Regions from separate parts of the Rattus norvegicus genome. Here region 1 is linked to region 2. The links are chromatin contacts, called in public Hi-C maps. All regions are on one chromosome and are shown on one strand. Each heading gives the region's core, a stretch centred on a gene start, on an enhancer-like site or on the middle of the called end of the contact. The rest is flanking DNA. Distances are from core to core; before and after follow the strand shown.

Region 1 (3,918 bases), core at 574-3,073, 270 kb after region 2:
CGCCAGGAGCAACTGGAGTCTGAAGGGTAACCAAGCCTGTCATGGGCAAGATAAATACTGGTTTAGAAATTTACCCACTGGTAGGCTGGCTCTGCTATCAGACTTAAAAAAAAAAAACAACCTCTTATTTATTTATGTATATGAATGTTTTACCTGCATGTATGTACACCATGTTTGTGCCTGGTGCTCCCAGAACTGGAGTTACAGATTGTTGAAAGCGACCTTATGAGTGTTGGGAACCTAACAGGAGCCTGGTCATCTACTAGAGCAGCAAGGGCTTTTCGCTGGTGAACTATCTCTCCAGCTTCTTCTGCTCTCCGGAGACTTTATTCGCTGGTATTATGGGGGGTTATCTGGAAAAGAGATACACCTCTGGAGTTTTAACGGGAAAATAGTTGTGCATTTTCTAATACTCTGCCAGGTGTATGAGGTTCTTATTGTCAGCCTGTCATATTGCTGCATATTATTAACTAAAAATAATACACATTTGTACTTGATTGTGGTGGGCATCTACACAGGTGAGAAATTATAGAATTTATAGAATTAAACAAATACACAATGATGTGTTTAAGTTGATCTGGAAAATCTGCCCGAAAATTAATACCCCGGCTGGGATAAAATTTTGGCTGACATGGCTAGGGAAGAGCTGGGCAAAGCGAACAAAGAATGTCTCTGTATTACTTTTTACAACGGCATGGGAGTCTTCAATTCTCTTGACATAAAATTTTAAAAAACGCATGGATGGAAGATATTTTTGCCTTAAAAACGCACTGGTAAACGTTGTTTCCGAGCAAACAAGGCGTAGTGAGTCCCATTCGCTTTCCTGAGTTTATGCACACTCCAGGAATACTCCGGCACAAAACAGGCGCCATTAGTTTGTTCTGAAGCCAGAAGGAAGTCCCAGTGCGGGAAGGGCCGTCTCCTTTCTGGGAAACTACGGACTGCAACCGGCCCAAACTGCCAGCATGTCTGTCCCAGCCACCGTTAACTTTACCCGAGTTTCTGAAGTGCTGCGGTGTCGTCCACTCCAAAAACAGAGTTCAAACCGTTTATGATTGATTCTTACGTTCTCCATAAAGGGACGGCGCGAAGCTGCTTTTTGCAGCCAGGCAAGACTTTATTTTATTTAAGTGGGTGCAGGATTTCCTTAGACTAAACTCGCAGTACGAGTGAACTTCACTTCTAGAAAGACAGGGCAGGAAGCGGGCGAGGACTCTGCGACGCTCCAACCCAGTCTGCGAAGCCCAGAATTTGCGCGAGCACCGCGAACTTGGGTAAAGCGAAACGGCTTGAGGAGGAGTGGCGGGCTGGGAAGCTGCCCACTCCGGCCTCAGTTTCCTGAAGAGCAACCTCCCTTCCAGTCTGGGAGCGTCGCTGCCAGCGCACACCAGGAGGGGGTAAACTGAGTCACAGCAGGAGGAAAGCGCACACCCCGCCTTTCTAGTACCCGGCCGCCCCGCCTCGGACCGCACAAAGCCCTGAGCGCGCGCCATCGCGCGCGGCTCGCTCCCCCGTGGGCGCCAAGTCCCGCCCCACGCGCCCCGCCCCACATCATGACGTCACCGCGGCGGCAGGCCACGCCCCACCCCGGGCCCGGCGGCATGACGTCACCGAGGCCCCACCCCTCCGGAGCGAGTTCGGTCCTGGCGTTCATTTCATTCCTGTCCTCATTCCGCACATTCTTCGCATCGCTCGCGCCGCGCCGCGCCGCCCGAGCCGAGCCGAGCCTCCGCGGCCCCGCCGCCCGCCGCGGGCGCCCCCCAGCACTTCGCACACTCGCTTCCAGCTCGCGGGGAGTCCGCGCGCCGGGGCCCGGGCCCGGGGCGGCCGCGGCGGGGCGCAGGCCATGCGCTGACCCCCCAGCGCGCAACGTCGCCGGAGCGCGGGCAGCTGCCCCGGCGCGCCCTGCTGGTCCGGGGAGCCGGCGAGGCCGGGCTGGGGCGGCCGGGCGCGGGAGTACCGCGGGGAGTACCGGCTGGAGTAGCGCGGGGGCGGTGGCCCAGCGCCCCGAAGTTTGCCGCGCCCGCTCGGGCGGCCGAGGTAAGTTGCGCGCGGGGCGGACTCGGGGGCGCGGGCTGTCTAGGCGTCACCGCGATCGGCGCTTTGTGTGCGGCTCCCGAAGGGGAGCGGCCCCGCCGCCCAGCAAGTTGGGCCGCAACCTCGCGCGGCAACAGGCGGCCCCGCTCGGCTTTCTGCGCGCCCCTCTCTCCAGCGTCTCTCTCCCGCGCACCTCGCTCCTTGTCTGGGAAGCGCCGAGTTCGGCGCGATCACGGGTGGGGAGAGCGTCCGGCGTGCAGCCTAGAGCCTGCAGCCGGGTGACTCCCCCGGCGCCCGGCCCCTTCGGGGTCCGCGCGGATCCCGGCTCCTCCTCCCGGGAGATGAAAGAGGGCTCTCTCGCCCTTGCCGCCTCTCCAGAGCTGCTGCCGCCGCCGCCGCCGCCGCCGCTCCAGTGCACATTCAAGTGGAAAATTTTCAGGAGTCAGCAGAAACATTGTGTCCAAAAAAGACTGAGTCGCACTTACCACCAAACCCGGGAGTAGACTCTCCCTGGAAAACTTCCCTTCGGTAGGAAATACTGGGGGATTTGTTTGTTTATTGGAAGAGAAACGATCCCCAGGAGGGCCAAAAAAAAAAAAAAATTCTGGGGACACTTTTAGCCTTTGTTCGCGGCAGCACCACTTGTTTTCAAAGTCCAGAGGCCCGTTTGAAAGAAAGTTCAACTTCTAGGAGTTTCCTTTTTCTTTTTTAATGCATTAAAAAAAAATCAAAGCTACATTTAAAGAAGTAGAAAACAATGAAAGGCTCACACTTATCTTCCCGTGAAAATAAAACCCAGACTAGTTTTCCTCGGTCTTTAATCGTCTTTCTTTTTAAGGATTTATTTAAAGTTGAATGGTGTCACCCGTATAAAAATATTTATGAAACAATGAAATGCCAGCCACCAGCGTTTCTCAGGAGGCTTGTTAAGTTCTTAGAAGCTGTCTGTGATTTACAGAAATGCAAATTGATCTCAGCACTGGAAACTTACAGACAGATATTCCAGAAATCGGAGTGTAGCAAGGACGGGTTTTAAAATAGCGCCATTTGAAAGGAGCTAAGGTCCTTGGAACAAAATGGTCTGTAAATACGATCATATTTCAAAATAGTGAAAGGAAAATATTTCAATTCCTATAGATAATGCAAAGTAACAGAATCTTAGTTTCCTCCACGCCTTGTGGCCTGGATTCGTTCTGGAAGTTTAGGTGGTCTGGTGGCTTAGAGTGTGCTTGAGTGCTGGCAGGTGGTTCCCCGGGTGGACAGATCCTTCCCGTTAGGGAGACTCAATCTACCCGGAGCCGAGGGGTAGCTTGTCTGTGCAAGCCTGAGCTCTTGGGTGGGGGCTAATCTGCCTTGAGACTGGGGCTGGGAATAGTCCTCAGGCTGTACAGACTGTGCCAGGGGCTTCCGCCTTTCAGCGGAGTCTGCGATTTTCTGTGAATAGCAGGATCTTTGGGCCCAGGCACATCTGAATGCTTATAAGGGCCAGACTTAGATCCAACTTTGGTAAGAATCTTTCCTCTTTAGAAGGAAACAGTAGACCCAGTTACAGCATGACTCCGGAAAGACAAATGCGTTTAGCTGAACCTTTGTCAACAGCAAGGTTTTAAATTGTTGATGATTTTAAGGAGGAAAGGCGCATTTTTCTAATCTCAGTATTTCCATAAATGGTCATAAGATATTTTTGTGTAGTATTTCTTTGAATGTGTAACTCTGTGTTGGACTCTTAGATTACAGGTTTTTAACAGAGTTTGCAATTCTTTTATTTGTTGTTTGTATAAAAAAATAAACTGATAAGCTGTCTCCATTACTGAGTCTTGTTCATGTCCTTTAGTAAACCATTTTATTTTCTGTTTAATGGCAAGTATTGTTTAAATTAAA
Region 2 (3,682 bases), core at 275-2,774:
ATGGAAAAGGCCTTGGCCTACAGAGCTGCCTTCTAATCTCCAGTAGAAGGCCTCCCTGCTCTCCCAGCCATGGCCGCCACCACCACCAAGCCTTCAGCCTACACTCATCAAGCCAGAGACTTTCCCCATGCGACCAGCAGAAGTTTCCCACTCTTTTCCCCCGCCTGGATCTTGCCCTCTGGCCTCCACTTCATTCTCAATTCTTCTACCCCAGCCTCACCACAGGGCTGGGGATCCCCCCCAAGTCAGCTCCAGCAGTCCCTCGCCTCAGACCATACTTCACCATCCCTGGAGCGGTGTCCCAGGGCTGCCCTACAGCCTGACACCCACCCAGGGACAGCGTAGCACAGTCAAACTTCTCACCTGGCTCCCCAGTGGCCATGCCCTGTGGTGGAGCAGACGCAGGACCCCCACCTAACCCTACAGAAGGTTGCTTTGCTGTGATTTGAGTTGATCTGGTCACAAAGATTAACGGACAGTATTATTATTCAGTAGATACACAGAACTTTCTCTCGAATGTCTTGAGATAGCTAATATAATAATCACTCAACCCCTGACTTTGGTATAAGCCAAATCAATAGAATACTTTTGCAGATCTTGAATCAGGGGTTGGAGAGAGGTCTCGGTAACTAAAAGCACTGGCTACTCTTCCAGAGAACCCAAGTTTGACCCCTGATACCACACAGAAACTCACAAGTGTCTGTAACTCCAGTTCCAGAGGATCTGTGAGCCTCCTCTGGCCTTTGTGGGCACCAGGCATGCCCATTGTACCCCATTATGCATCTGTTCAATGAAGGGGAGTATCTATGCTGTACTAATATAGGACTACAAATCTATCTCTTGTGGGATTCAATCCTAATTGTATTTTTTTCATCATTTGGCTTTTCTTGGGGGGGGGGATCAAAATGCCAATCACCAGCCTTTGATCAAAAGTGGTGTGAGCATCCCTGGCCTGGGAAGGGACCACACACCACCTGGGCATGTGTTATGAGTTTGGTTTGCAGAGGGGTGAAGAGGATGAGCAAAGGTCACAGCAGGCAGCTAGGGCTTCTCTGACGCAGAATCACACATCAGTTTCATGGACACACAAGGAGGCAGGAGATAAGTCCTTTGTAGTAAGAACATTAGTCATCACGGGCATGCAACTTTGGAATTGAAGTAGTCGTGCCCTCCATGCCCAGAAGGACTCCCCCAGAGCAGGCACAGGTGGGTTTCATTTTATGCCCATAACCTTGAGGCATCCACAGGGTGCCAGGAACTGCTTCCCTGCTGAGCCCTGCTTGCCATAAACATGGCCCGCTAAAGTGGCTCGGAAGCAGTTTGATCATGGGGCGAGAAATGCCAATCTAACCCATTTGCCATTGATTTCTTAAGCAGATTCAGGGACACAGGACGAAGCCCAGCTTTTGCAGGAATGGTTTAAGCTGGTTCTGGAGAAGAATAAATTAATGCGATATGAGTCGGAGCTACTGATCATGTAAGTAAGGCAACACAGATAACAGGGAGTGCTAACAGCCTGGTAGCAGGAGCGGGTGGCTCACCGTCCTTGGCTGGAGTCCCAGGGTTTTTCTTCTTTGTGCATACAGAACAGTGATTGAGGCAAATTGGTATTTTGTGTCTTGCATATCATGCTGGCATTAGTGGAAAGACTCTTTAGTTGTCTGCTCTCTCTGCAGAGTTCAGTGGCTAAAATAGATTTCAGAAGCAGGTCAGGAACTAGAAGGCAGCCAGTCCATTCTTGTGCCCCAGTCTCTCTCTCTCTCTCTCTCTCTCTCTCTCTCTCTCTCTCTCTCTCTCTCTCTCTCATATTCTCATACACACACACGTACACACACACACACACACACACACGCACACACACACACCATCAGTGGGGAATCTGCACTTGGCCCCTCTGTGTGAACCAAGGGGAATCTGCCTGACCACTTCCTGATTTTGACAAAAGAAGGGTTGAACCCTGGCTGTCTTCCATCTGTCTGTGTGTCTTCTTGTAGAAAGGGCTGGTGACCTAGTCAGATGGTCGGAAAGAAGATCGTGACTCATCACACAGTTCTGCACCAGAAAACGGGCACTATATCTACTATCATTCTGGAGAAAGAGAAAATAGCATTAGGTATAAGCCACTAAGCTCTAGAATTACGCTGGGTGTTTTCATTTTTACTCTGCCCCTGAAAGGTCATCTGGGGACTTCAGAGATGGTCACTCTTCCCTGTCTGCATTCTGAACCAGGTGAGAAGTAGGCAAGCCATTCAAATATTACATTCATTATTAATAGTGATTAATGGCTGAGGATAAGACCCTAGGCAGGCTGACTAACTAGTTTCTTAGTTACTATCAAGTATGTGAGTCACAGCAATAGGAATGCCATCCCTTAGTCTGGGAGTGAGAAGTCCACATGAAGGTGGTGAGGGAGCCTCATTCTCCCAGATGCTCTCACAGAGACTCCTTCTTTCCTCTTCATCTTGTGGCTCTGGCCATTCCTTGGTGATGGCTCTGTCACTATAGCATCTTATGTCTCCACCCAGCCTTCTCTGTGTACCTGTGTCTCTTCCATGTCTCTCTTAGAAAGTCTTCTCTCATTGGGCTTTCAGTTCAATAAGATAATCCAAACGTGACCATCTTGAGGTCCCTAACCTTGTCGGCTAAGACCGCCTTTTAAGAAACATCACATTCACCACTTTCAGGGCTCCGGATGTGGACATGCCTTTCCTATTCAACCCATTGCAGTAGCCAAGTCTCAGAATTGGTTATGTTTACCTAATGAAAGAAGGAAGTGGACCCATTTAATCCTTAGGGGAAAGGCTTTCTCCTAGACCTTGGTCTCAAGGGTCGGGGATTGGGGGAGTGATATCCCCAGAGGCTATTTAACAGTGACCAGGAAGATGTGTTTGGTTGTCACATGTGAGGCTCTGACTGATAAACTAAGGAATAGAAGCCAAGGATGTTAAGCTTTCTCCCTGTGATACACAGGGCAGCCCCTCCTCCCACCACACAAGGAACCAGCAGCCTAAAGGATTAATGGTGTCAGCACTATGAAATCTTACCAAGGTCCAAGGCAAAGCCCAAGCACGAGAACACATGCTTGCTGAAGATAGGCTGATCCTGGGAGAGAAGGGAAAAGCGAGGTGAACGTGCCTCATCCTGAGAGTTGGGACGGGTTAGAGGAGGAGGCCAGAGTTACACTCACTACTCCACATCCACATGGAAGGGAAAGCCAGGCCTGGGGAAAGGGGCTCCTCTGTAGCGGCCATTTGCCTCTAGACTACTGTCCAGCTGATGAATATAATAAGCCTCAGAGGAATTGAGAAGCGTGTCCATATCTGCCTGACCACAGAGTCCTTATATGTGCCATATAGGCTGCATTGGGGCTAGGTCTGCATTATAAAATCCTCCCAAGAGATCATCAAGAACATCTCCTCTTTATAGCAGGAATGCATCTGTGTTTTATAGAAACAGGCCATAGCCAGGCATGGAGATGCAAGTCTAGAATCGAAGCACTTTGGAGATTGGGGGAGCTGCAGAGAAGTGAACACAAGGTGTGATAGCAAAAAGAAAGCCCATTAAGGGTTCCATGACAGAGACAAGAGTCTGGCTTGGGGAGGAGGCGGGTAGCTATGGCTGCAAGCCAGAGCCAGCAGTTCCCCTAGAGAATATACCAGCCAAGGGAAGTACTTCTCCTCCA

The links. Hi-C and Micro-C count contacts between places; a contact is called where the count stands out from the background.
Region 1: a Hi-C map of the A7r5 cell line shows a contact between it and region 2, with 2.4 times the contacts expected there. The contact joins the promoter of Tead1 here to the enhancer-like site in region 2. A contact is called at or near these places in 3 of 12 Hi-C or Micro-C datasets (the A7r5 cell line, mammary epithelial cells and psoas muscle) and 1 of 1 datasets of contacts at active chromatin or transcription factors (oligodendrocytes).

Annotation. Positions count from the first base shown.
Region 1 is chr1:176,225,352-176,229,269 of GRCr8, forward strand. It overlaps Tead1 (TEA domain transcription factor 1), which reads left to right and starts at 1,824. Exons shown (of 13, transcript NM_001198589.2): 1 at 1,824-2,040.
Region 2 is chr1:175,956,822-175,960,503 of GRCr8, forward strand. It overlaps Mical2 (microtubule associated monooxygenase, calponin and LIM domain containing 2), which reads left to right. Exons shown (of 31, transcript NM_001395865.1): 29 at 1,378-1,477. Among named protein-coding and RNA genes, the nearest start is that of Parva, 23 kb to the right of the region's middle. Within about 2 kb of position 1,525, at least 9 of the 93 cell types and tissues checked have an H3K27ac peak or open chromatin away from gene starts, as enhancers often do. A contact at or near this core is called in the A7r5 cell line, where this site is marked.